Linked DNA regions of Capra hircus: region 2 is linked to region 1. Evidence: chromatin contacts called from public Hi-C data. All regions are on one chromosome and are shown on one strand. Each heading gives the region's core, a stretch centred on a gene start, on an enhancer-like site or on the middle of the called end of the contact. The rest is flanking DNA. Distances are from core to core; before and after follow the strand shown. Region 1 overlaps ZNF217 (zinc finger protein 217). Region 2 overlaps BCAS1 (breast carcinoma-amplified sequence 1).

Evidence for each region. Hi-C and Micro-C count contacts between places; a contact is called where the count stands out from the background.
Region 2: a Hi-C map of liver shows a contact between it and region 1, with 5 times the contacts expected there. The contact joins two enhancer-like sites. A contact is called at or near these places in 3 of 5 Hi-C or Micro-C datasets (blood and liver).

Annotation. Positions count from the first base shown.
Region 1 is chr13:80,657,356-80,663,492 of ARS1.2, reverse strand. It overlaps ZNF217 (zinc finger protein 217), which reads left to right. Exons shown (of 8, transcript XM_018056877.1): 7 at 310-441; 8 at 2,297-4,481. The coding sequence ends at 419. Among named protein-coding and RNA genes, the nearest start is that of ZNF217, 21 kb to the left of the region's middle. Within about 2 kb of position 1,737, at least 1 of the 5 cell types and tissues checked has an H3K27ac peak or open chromatin away from gene starts, as enhancers often do.
Region 2 is chr13:80,968,055-80,974,241 of ARS1.2, reverse strand. It overlaps BCAS1 (breast carcinoma-amplified sequence 1), which reads left to right. Exons shown (of 12, transcript XM_018058051.1): 11 at 176-439; 12 at 1,832-3,000. The coding sequence ends at 1,906. Among named protein-coding and RNA genes, the nearest start is that of BCAS1, 99 kb to the left of the region's middle. Within about 2 kb of position 4,236, at least 3 of the 5 cell types and tissues checked have an H3K27ac peak or open chromatin away from gene starts, as enhancers often do.

The DNA of each region.
Region 1 (6,137 bases), core at 488-2,987:
TTTTCCCTCCTCCACACAGTTTTGGTTCATGATACACAAAGGCTTAAAATATGTTGCCATTTTGGCTTTTAATTTTTAGTAGCACTTAGATAATTTTACCATTTAGTGACTTTAAAATTCTAAGCTAAGAAATGTCTTCCTGGCAATTAAGAACATTTTACCTTGTAACTAACTCTATAATACATATGGATCATATGTGTTCTGGTCACTTTATCAGGAATTTTGAAAATTGGCTTCTGACAACCCACACACATTGTTGAGCTTAATTCTAAATGCCCGTTACACTTTTTTTTTTTTTTCTCTAATCAGGAAAAAGGCCTGTGTCCTATCAACACTTATCTAGCAGCATGCTACAAAAGAGGAACTATGAGAATTTTATTGGGAACGCACATTACCGACCAAATGACAAAAAAACTTGATTTCCTGTTTTGGGGATGAAAGGTGAGCACATACACTGTATTGATTTTACCTAACTGAAAACAAACCATCTAACTTACCCAGTATAATATCACAAAGTAAAATTGCTTTCAACTTGAATTTTGAAGTGTTTTTAAAACAGAGCCCTCAGGGTATCTGGATATCAGTGGTGATCATGGTAAAGTAGCAAAAGCAACTGAAAGTTACTGAGGGTTTATTTCATGCTAGGGGTTGAATGAATTGTTTATCGTCATGAGCTAGTTTAGTCCTTCTTAGAGCCTTAGGCCAACTGCCTGCCATCAGTTTTTGTTAATAAAGTTTTATTGGGACACAGCCACTTCCTTTCCTTTCCTTTAGATCGTCTGTGGCTGCCTGGGGCCACAAAAGCAGAAATGGATCATTGTGACAGGGACTTCATGGTCTGCAAAGCCGAGAGCTGTCTGGCCAGTTATAGGAAAAGTTTGCTGATCCCTGAGTTAGGAGACTCTGTGCCCCCTTTACAGATGTGGAGACTGAGACTTGGCTTATGTAACTTGCCCAGCACCTTCCTCTGTTTTTTGGTCCTAGGTCTGCAAAATCCAAGGCCTGGGCCCCACCCCTCCAGTTTAAGTGCTTGTTCAAAAGCTTTATAAACCCTTAGCAGGAGCAGCAGTGGGACAGAGCAAGGAGGTTTATTTTGACTTTCTGGTTCACACGGCAGGTGTATCTAGTGGTGGCTACCCAGAAGCTTCAGGTGGTGCTCTTGGAGTTGTGCACATGTTGATTTAGTTACTTCCAGGTTTGGGCAGAGGGCATGGCATCTGTGTGAGAGTTAACAGTAAAGTGACTGGAAAGACGGGGGCTCATGGACAGATTTCATCTCCTCCCAGACAGCTCTTGTTCTGCTAACCACTACCGTATCCTCGTGGAGCAGACTCTTGACCCAGCGCCTGCTAGATCTGGATTCAGAGAGAGAGACACGTGGACCAGGGCAGAGTCTCTCCTTGCGGTTTTCCCTGGGGCACATGGGCCTGTCTGTCTGCATCCTTCTTTCCCGCTCAGGTGATGCCAGTGGTATGCGGCTGGCATCATCGCAGAAATGGGATTAGATCCACTCTGCCTTGAAACATAAGCACGGTTTATGGGTGGTTATTTGCACTGTGTGTAGCGGCAAGCGGGGACTGTCGTGTATGTGACCAGCTCCCGCCTCTTCCTGCAGCCTCTGGGCTTCTCTGCTTGCCTTTCTCTCTAGTTTGGAACATCCTTTCCACATCCTGCTGGCCAAACGACCTTGTTCCGGTGCTTAAGCTCACGTATTTCTGCAGCATGTTTGCGAGGAGCTGGGCCTTCGCTGTTCATACTCCCTCTGCGCTGTGGTTCATACGTTTATGCCCACCTGACCTCTGTCCCCGACTTCCACCCTGAGCAATGCTGAGGTGGTGCCTGGCCCAGGACTGGGAATTTCAGCTGTAAAACCTCCATAGACGTTGGCCAAACAGTGTTACACGTGTTTTGTGCCCTGTCCTTCTCATGGAGGAGGTTATTCTGTTGAGTCTCGTCTTAAATACCTGTGGTCTGTGCCATACATTTGCCTTTTGTTAGGTATAAATTTCCAGAGTTTCCTATAGGAGGCAGCTGACTTGACACCTGTATCTGATGTAAATTCCTGTTGGTTAAATCATCTTCATCAAATCACTGTTCATTGTACGTGAGCATCTCCTAAATGGTGCAGCTTATTTATTCAGACTCCCGAGACTTGGTTAAAAATTTAAGCTTAGATGGAACTCATTGCATTTCTAGACCTTTTTAGTTCTGTGTATTTGTTACACTTTTAAAAACTTTTGTAAGCTGTATTTAGTTTTATTCTAATCATGTTTCAAACCTTTTTTTTCCCCCTTAGGTCTTGATGGATATAAATGTGTACTCTCCATGAAATTAAATTAGTTCATCCTTTGAAACAGCAAATGTTGAAAGCTACTGAAATAAGCTGTGATTGTACTGTATATATAACACACAAAGGAACACTACGGTTTTGTAAAGTTGTTAACTTTTGTACCAAATAGCAATAAAAACTATAGTTGGAAGAGTTGGGTTGTACACAAATGGAGACTGGACATCATCTGTTCTGCCCCGAAAAATATGATTTTTAGAATTGACCAAATAAGAAATGGAGTTTTGTTTTTTTTTTGCATACTTGAGCGCTGCTGAAAAGAAATCATTTGGGTTGGGGGGTGGGGTGGGGAGAAAGTATATAACGCTCGCACCTCAGGTAAAAAATTTGTGAATAGATGTTGTAAACCTGCTTGTTTAAATACTGTGTGTATGCTTTTCCTCTAATGTTGCTCATCACTTTGAGCTCTTTTCTGCTATTTGTCCTCCTTCATCTAAAATGTACGGTTTTTTTTTTTAATCTCAATGATTTGTATTATGTCAAATCCTCCGCTGTTTATTGTCTTAATGGAATTGTTAACGGAGACACCGACCCTCTATGAATGGATATGTGCTGCACGTACCAAGACCAGCCTTTCTGTAGTTGGTGCCCTTCTATTGCAAATTTTGGAAGGTCGTCTGAGGCAGACCCAGACCCATGGAGTCCTCTTCTCGGGGGATTGGCGGGGGGAGTTTTAAGTGTGTGTATCTATAGAGAAGCATTTCCTCTAGCCAGCCACACACTCAGTAAACATACCAAATTATTTGTGGAGTTAGTTTTCTATCCAATGAATCATTTTTGTTGGAAAATTCTGGCGTTTGCCTAAATTAGTTATATAAAAATATAAAGGCTAAATTATACATGTGAATTACATATATTGGAAGCAGTTTTTAAAAGAAATGAAAGTTGAGGGGTAAATTTTAGGTTTGCCTCTGGTAGTCTTGGTGTGTCTGGCGCGTCGCTTGGGTTGACTGGACACACTCAGGTTAATTACAGACACGTGAATTGTGCAGGAGTGCTCACTGAGGCTCCTGGTGCTCCGGGGACGTCACTGGTCTTGAGACCCCAGTTGTCTTCCCATTTTTGGTGGTTTGGAGGCAGCACCATTTTCTCAGTGTACATGACAATTTGGGTTTTAAAGAGAGACTAGCCACCAGCTGGCTTACTAAATGTTTTATTACACTTCTGTTCCCTTAATCCACTGTCCATGGCTGAGTGTTTTCAGCAGCACCTAGGTTTAGTGACCACAACACACTTTATTAAGAAAACTGTTTCAGAAATAAATTTGCACTGTTAATTTTTCTTGCCTTGCCCTTCTCCATTAGAACAAGGGTAATGTCCTCAAAGAATCCTGATTTTTTGTTTGTTTGTTCTCATTATGCAACACGACGCTGACTTGATGGAAAAGTCTTAACTCCCAGATGAGAAGGGAGACCTCTCTGAGCTGACTGCTGGCATCGTGATGAAGTGCTTTGTATCAGGAAAGTGTACACTATTGACCTTTCTTTCTGTTCACAAGCTGAGCCATATGTACATAATCTAGAGTTTTGTTTTCCTAGTTTTGCACTTTTATAGCCTATTTTTGAAGATTAACACATTGACAAAGATGATTGACCTGATCCTTACCTAATCCAATGAGTGTTACAGAAAGCTTGCTGTGACGATAAATATAAATCTTAAAGGGGATATACACGATGATAGAGGGCTGAAATTGAAATCTGTATTAAAAAAAAAAAAATCACCAAATCTATTTGAAAACAAGCCAGTTCATGTCATGCTGAAATCTGGAGGCCTTTCAGATTTCTCCTTTTTACCACATTTCTGGTTCCTTAAAAATACAGTTTTGTTTTTTCTTTCTGCAGCCCTTGTACTCCAAAATGTTGTGTTTTTTTTCCTTTTTTTGTCCATCAGTATTAATTATTGGGAATACTACTGGTTTTATGTGTTTTTTTTCCCTTTGAGACAACAGTACATATACTAGAGGTACAATCTGTTGGATTTTTGTTTATGTATTTATTTCATTCCAGTTTGATTTATTTTAATTGTTGATACTTACGTTGTCAAACAGTAGACATTACTTGTTTTATTTATGATGTATTTCAGCTTAAAGTTATGTTATTATATGTGGATGTAAATATAGATTTGGTGTTTTGCAGTCTTGGGCTTTGGTCTTTATTGCGTCCTTGGTTTCTGACGTTACCTTTTTGTAAACAGACACAGTGACAGAGAGATGCGTGCGCTGAATCCCCGTGGGCTAGCCAGCAGCACTTCGTCAGGCTCTCTGTGACTCCCCAGCCCTCCTTCCTCCTTAAAGCAAATCTTTGACATGTTTTAATTTCATGCCTCAAATGCTTCAGTGAGTATCTGTAAGAGATCAGGGCTTTTTCTGATCACGTCTAACTAAACGGACAAGGATTCCTCATAACCGATCTCTGTTGCTGCATTTCCCGTTGTGTCAGAAACGCCTTCTGAAGCCTGGGATCCAAACAAGATCCATTTAACTCAGTTTAGTTGAGAGGTTTCTTGAATCCTAACCTCCTCCCACGTGACACCCACACGCACACTTGATGACATTTTATTTATTGAAGAAACTGGGTCATTTGTCCTGTAGAAATTCTCGTTTCCGTGTTTGGGTTTGTTGGATCTTGTGGTTTCATCTAACCTGTTTCTCTAGCCTCTGTATGTGATCCTATAAGCGGGTAAATAGTCTGGAGGCTTAGTTTTGAGTTCAATTTTGGGGAGATGAGGGCTTCCTCCTCCTATTTCAGTTCTACCCCATCACTCCTGGACACGTACAGTGTGTGACTGTTAGCTACTTCCGTATATTCAAGACTTTTCTTCTGTACAGTTTCTCACTTGGCTAGAGTTCAAAATATTTTGCGTGGGTAGACTGACCATATTTTAGCCCGGCTCAGACAAGTGCTGAAAAATAAGGCAAGGGCCCTCCCTGCACCGTGGCTGTGAAATGTGAAGAGGGTGAGAGAGCCGGACTTCCCGGCGACTGCACCCTGTCCTTGGACAGAAGAGGAGCCTGAGGTCCGAGAAGGCCACGTGTGTCCCCAAGGCCAGACAGCTCTGCCGGGCCCTAGAGGGAGCGGCTGGGTCTCCTGTTTCAGTCTGAGCTCCTTCTCAGGGTCAGGGAGAAGTGCAGCGTCTCGGGTGCGTTTTCAGACTTGGCAAGACATGAGTCGGCTCCTTGCTCGGCACTGGGCAGGCTGTGGTGTCCCGGGGGTGGACGTCTGTGCCAGTGTCTGGGGTGGCGATCCAATTGTATGGCCATTCACTGAGACTCTGCATATCAGCTTTTTAAAATATACATATGCTTAGATTTTTGTTTTTAATTGAATGTGGGCTTGTTGAATTTGTTTTTGTTTTTTGAATTTGTTGCAATACTGTTTTGGTTTTATGTTTTGGTTTTTTGGCCTTGAGGCATGTGGGATCATGGCTCCCTAACCAGGGTTTGAATCCACACACCCTGCACGGAAGTCCAGTTCAGTCACTCAGTCATGTCTGACTTTTTGCCACCCCATGGACTGCAACACACCAGGCCTCCCTGTCCTTCACCAACTCCTGGAGTTTACTCAGACTTAATGTCCATTGAGTCAGTGATGCCATCCAACCATCTCATCCTCTGTCATCCCCTTCTCCTGCCCTCAATCTTTTCCAGCATCAGGGTCTTCAATGAGTCAGCTCTTCCCATCAGGTGGCCAAAGTATTGGAGTTTCAGCTTCAGCATCAGTCCTTAAAATGAATATTCAAGACTGATTTCCTTTGGATGGACTGGTTGGATCTCCTTGCAGTCCAAGGGACT
Region 2 (6,187 bases), core at 2,987-5,486, 310 kb before region 1:
ATACCATGGAAAGTATTTACACATCTCTTCTAATCTTTTTCCATCTCACCCAGGACTCACGAGCACACAGACACCATCCACCCTTCGAACATCTCTGTCTGAACCTATCTATTCACCTGCTCCTGAGCGTTGTCTTGCCGCCACTAAAAATGCACTTTGTTTGAACTTGCCCTAGACCTCGGACCCCACGGAGAAGGTGGTCGCTCCGCCACAGCCGGAAGCCGCAGCTGCGGGCCAGAAGGGCAAAGAAGGCCCGTCCAAGGGCAAGAAGGCCGCCGCGGAGCCCAACAAGCAGAAGGGCGACAAGCAGGAAGCCAAAGAGCCGGCCCCAGGCGTGGAGCCGGCCGCCGCGGAGGCGAACTCGCTGCCGAACGGGGACAAGCCCCAGAAGAGACCCGAGAAGCGGCGGCAGTCCCTCGGGGGCTTCTTCAAGGGCCTGGTGGGTAGTCGGGGCGCCTCCCCTCTCGGGGCTTTTGGGCCCCGGCTGTGGGTCCCGCCTCCAAAGGCGACCGGCTGGCTGGCCACCAGGTGGCCGGACCTTTGCCAGACAAACCCTGAGCGCCCGCTGGGGCCCAGGGGCAGAGAGCCCGGAGCATGCAGGCGGGTGGATGCTGGCGCGGGGCGGATGAAAGGAGCTCCGTTTCGGGCGGTGGGCAGCTCAGCCGGCTGTGCGGGCTGCGCAGAGTACTGGCCCGCTCCTACGTGAGCAGGAAAGCTATTAAAACTGTTCAGCGAGGAAATGCTGGGCCCTTGCTTACAGCCTTCATGGACTGCTCTGCTGCTACAGTGCCACAGAGGGGCCGCAGCCAGATAGATAGGCAGCGCGCGCCTCGGACCGCCTTGGAGAGCTGACGGCGCTTTGGCGCCGTGATGCCTGCAGAGGTGGTGAGCGGTGGGTAGACACTAAGTCTCCTTCACGTCACCGAGCCCTTTGTCTGAGGCCAGGCTCGTCACCTCTTTAATGATGGCAACATCCCTTTGGGGTAGAAACGCTTCTGCCTCAGTCCCTCCATCTTCCCGTTGTCACGAGACTCCAGCAGTGGTGGAGAAGAACGGGAGGGCTTTCCTGCCACTTTGCAAGGATCCAGCCAAGCCCCGAGGGCTTCCAGGCTGGGCACGTTTCCCGGGGGGGCTGCCTGATCCCTCTCCTGAGAGGGCAGTGCTAGCAGCAGGCCTGTCACCAGTCAGGGGACCATTGCCACCTCGTCACCTACAGAAAAGGGGCTTCTAGCTGCCCTCAGCCCCGCCCAGCCCCCCTCCCCAGAAGCTGCACCGCCAGCCGCTGCCCATGTGACCTTTGCCCTCCTGGTGACGGCCTTCATTCTGGCCCCTCTCTCCTCCCCCTGTACCTGCTGCTTGGACCCGATAGGAAGCAGCCTACTTGGTGTTACATGAAAACTTTGCAGAGATATGTTTTGTAAGCAGAGTAAACAGCCAGTACGGTTAGAAAGTGAACAGAGGGTTGATGGAAATTAGCTCTACCTGGGGACTGTCTTCTACACCGCCTTCCCACCCCCAGGTACTGTTCTTAGCGCATCATAAGCCAGGACTCGCTTTGTCTTGGAACAACCCTCTGAGATAAATGTCATCACCTTCATTGAGATAAATGTCATCACCTTTATTCTAAAGATGAGGAAACAGGGAGTTCAGTCATTTGTCCAAGATTTCACAGAGCTGGAAAGGAATATACACAGCCATGGAACTCGGGCAGCTCAGCGGAGACCATTCTCTTGCCCACCGCCCGCGACAGCACCTGGCATAAAGTGCTACGTAACTGGCGATTGCTGTTGTTGATTTGACGGATCTTCACCTTCTTTTGTGTTCCCTCCAGGGACCGAAGCGGATGCTGGATGCTCAAGTGCAAACAGACCCCGTGTGCATCGGGCCAGTGGGCAAATCCAAGTAAACAAACTTCACGGCTCCCATCAGGTTCCTCCACCAAGATGTCTCCTCCCGACTCCGTCTCCCCCGAAACCCTCTCCATATGTATACTTTTTCTTCTGATGGCCATCCCATGAAAGTCTGCCTCCGAATTAAGCCTGAGCTGTTGTATATTGAGGTGTATTATTTACGGCTGTGGTCCAGTCTTCCCTGGTAACTAACTGTAAAGATGGCTTAGCAGGTTATCTAGCCAGGTCTGAAGATGGGTCCCAAGCAGGGTCGGGGAGGGGCAGAGAGGACTGCATTCTGGTTAAGTTATGAAAAATGGCCAGGGGCAAGTAAGTTGCAGAAGGGAAAAGACTGCTGGAAGGAATTAAGCTTTGTAGTCAAGGCGTGCTCATCCTCTCGGCTTGAAGAGGAGAGGCGAAAATCCGTTTGTTTAAGTTCACGTTTCAAGGAGGGAGACCGTGGGCTGTGTGTTGTTGGGAGGTTGCCAGTTTCCTGGAATGGAATGTGTGGGGAATGACGAAGGAATGGATGAGAGTTGTTTTTCAAATAGGGTCCTTGAGCGTTATTGACGGGAGGGGAAAGATCGACTGGAGAGGACTTGACATGATTTGGGAAAACAATTGCTTTTTGAGGCTCAGTGACAAGGGGCCAGGATTACAACTTCAAAAAAAAGAAAAAAAAAAACCACCCCAAACCAAACCAAATAAAAGATGTTGCGAGTTTATTTTTGCAACACGAGGGGGCGCCAAGGTCTCCGTTTTTGTCCCGCATCCCGTATCCCTAACAAAGATTTGGTCTCTGCAATCTTACATTATTAATGTTTCTCAGATGGCTGAGGGGCTTGCTTCATCTGTTCTGTCTGACACTTATCTCAAGCCTGTCTGTAATTTCCTAATGTTCTCAGGATGTGCTCTGATAAAACCCTCCCATAACCGCAGTTAATAATAAAAATTTACAGATTATTCAAATACCTGAGTTTTTTTTAATACTTGTACAGAGGAGTACATAGGACCATGGTGTATTAAAGTATAGTTCAAAACCCAGCCATATGATCGACTGATATCATGTATACTGTATCTTCTTCTGATTTAATAAAAAAATACTTTGGCATCTGAACGATCTTTTAATGTTCCGCTTTTAAAGCAGGCCAGGAGCTCTGTGTCTGCGGTGGCTTTATCTCCCATGTCAGAAGATCGATGCCCCCCTGCATCTTATTTCCTCTCCCAGATCTTCCTCGATCTCCTCATACGTGGGCGTGTGCACACACAGATGTGTGCACGTGTATGTGCACATATGCACACGCACACACATGTGTAATATATACACACTGCCTCTGGCCACACTGACAGAGAAGAGCCTGACACAGAGACTCGGTGCCGGGGTGAGCATGAAGGCGGGCTCCTGGAGGAAAGGGAGGAAGAGCAGGACGGGGCAGGGTCTGGTCTCAGCTGGAGCGCAGTTTCGTTCTGTCTCCCAGGGGGCCCTGGAGCCTGAATCATATGTGAATCGTACCACAAAGTTGGTTCTACTTACAAGCAAGGAGGCTGGCCTTTGTCCCCTTGTTGGTGAGTCATGGACCACCCGGGAGGTGTTAGGCCAGGCAAATTTCTACAGTTGAGCTGAGAAGCTGGGATCGCTTGGGCTGGAGGTTCAGAGTCAGTCCAAGTGTCCACGAGGGACACATACACCCAGGTGTGTATTTATAGCCACAGATGCGCACACCCTCAGGAACACGTGTTTCATACAGAATAGACAGACGCATGCACACGTCCACAGTCTTACACAGGCAGACGGACACGCGTGACTGACAGAGCCGCAGGCCCCGCGGCTCCTACAAACCCACCGCGTGTACAGTCCACCGCACCGTGGCTAGAAACAGCACTGAACTCCTGAGAAGTCCATACCTTAGGCAAAGAAAACTGTGGCTTGGGCAAAAAGGCCTTTGGAAAATGTGTTCAGGACAAAATTATTTCACCAAAAAAAGTTTGGGAGGCCCTTGGCTACCAGGACCCACTGGCTACCAGCTTGGACCGGCTGGCTGCACCTGAGAGCTCAGCTTCCAGAAAAGACCAGAGGCTTTTTCCTCGGGGTGGGTTTGGCTTCTCCAGCCCTCCTGCCCGAACCTGGACATTCCTCACTGTTTGTGACTCACCCAGCTGAGAATGACCTCATGCTGCTTCATGTCTGCATGCTTAACTTGGCCCAGATCAGGGGAAAAAACCCTCTGGGGAAGACCTCAGTGGGGGATGATTTTCCCTCCATCATCCCCATCACAGCACATGGGATGATTCAAGGCAAACAGGCCGCCAGTCACTGCTTTGTCTCTAAACACCTCGGGGGTTGCCTGGCATGACCTTTGAGCTCTGGCCACGCCGGTCTGTTGAGAAAGGTGACAGTATTATTTGCAAGTTTCACCTCACTGGACACAGGGGCTTTTTGCCCTGATGAGAAATGTCTCCAGGGCGAGACTGACTCACTAATGTCAAAGGAGCCCTCCCACCCCGGAAAAAATTTTTCAAACTTTTAAAAAGAAGTTCTCTGCTGAGAATCTTGCTGCAGAGCATGCCAACGGTTTCCGTAACTGGTTTCCCATCCTCCTGGCCAAAAAAAGAGAGCCATCTTTGAATGAAATTGCTTGTTCTGTTTTTAAGAAAACTAAGCCAGAGAGGACTCTAACAATTATTGGGGAGATTCTAAAGCCAGTTGCAGCCTGCAAAGCAAGTTAAAATTCCGTTTTTTTAGTTTGGTGGGGTTTGTCTGGTTTTGATTGGAAAGCCCATTCCTGATGCATTTGCAATAAATACTAATTTCCATGCTTCCTGTTGGATTAGGAGTGAAAAGAATAGCCAGTCCCCAAGTGAGTGCAGGAAAGCTCCAGGGACAGATTCACAGAGGGGCTGAAGTTCTTTAAGCGGCAGTGCCCAGGAATGCCGTTTGGATAGCAAAACCACCCACAGTAAAATGTTAAGAGCACCCCGAAACAGAAAGAGAAATTAACACCTGGGGGAGGGGGCACAGGTGCCTTTTTGAAGCTGACATGCCCGTTAACTGATTATTTATTTTCAGGCGCACATGGAAGTGTCTCCGTGGCCTTTGCAGGACCTGGGCTGTCGAGCTGAACTGGCCACCGTCAGGGAAAACCAACAACAACAACAGGGAAACGCTGCTTGCCAGATCCAGCCAACGGCGACGTCTGGACTGATATCCGTAAAAGAATTCACTCAAATCACAGTTGTTCTCAGCAGCCCCTGAGGTCTCTCATGAATTCATCCTGGGGAGAGGGGCACATGCCACCCAAGGAAAATGCCAAAAAGAGAAGGAAAAGAGAAAGAGAGCGAAGTCCTTGTGGTTTTGTTGTGCCCCCCTGCCCTTTAAACAAATTATCAGGGATTTGCGCGCACGCACGCACACACACACACACACACACACAGAGAGACTCTCTAGCTGCATTGCTGTTGTTTGTGTGCAAACAGATGCACTGGGGTCCCATTTAATGAGACTCCAACAGGTTCGAGTCTGCGCCTTGCTGGCTCCTTCTCAAAGTGCCTGGAAGGGAGCAGGCCTGATGAGCAGCATTTCTTTTGTCAAAGAATCCCAACCTGATCTAGAATCAGCTCACCACGCTACCGGAAAGGGGAGGAAAGGAAGATGATTGCCAGTATTAACTCACCCAAGTTGCAAATGCAGGGAATGCGCTTTGCAGAAGTCTAAAATGATTCTTATCAGCTTTTAACTATCCTCCCAAGCCCTTTCTCGCCCTTTTAGTAATAAAAAAGGCAGTTCGCACGGTGAGTAGAATTAAGCTCCTCTCGGGTATACATCTTGTTCATTCTATCAGTGGAAATCAAGTGACACCCGCCACCCCCCACAACCCCGGAAATTACGGGCTCCATTGGGAAGAAAAGGACTGACTTACAGAGCAGCTAATTCTGTAAATTTGTGATTCAGATCTCTAGCAGTGGCCTGAGTGCCCGTCAGAATCCAGGCCTTGGCGTAAACTGGTTTTCAGAGGAGCCTAACTCTTTTGTCTCCCTCTCTTGGAAAGCCACTCACTGGAGCCTCTTCACCCCCTGGCCCTTCAGCTAGCCATTACCAGTGCCTGGATAGAAAATCAGGGCAATTTTATGAAGGTAAGGGTGACAGCTGGGCTTCCCTGGTGGCTCAGGTGGCGAAGAATCAGCCTGCCACGCAGGAGACCTGAGTTCCATCCCTGGGTCGAGAAGATCCCCTGGAGAAGGGAAATGGCAAGCCACTGCAGCATTCTTGCCTGGAGAATCCCGTGGACAGAGAGGGGCCT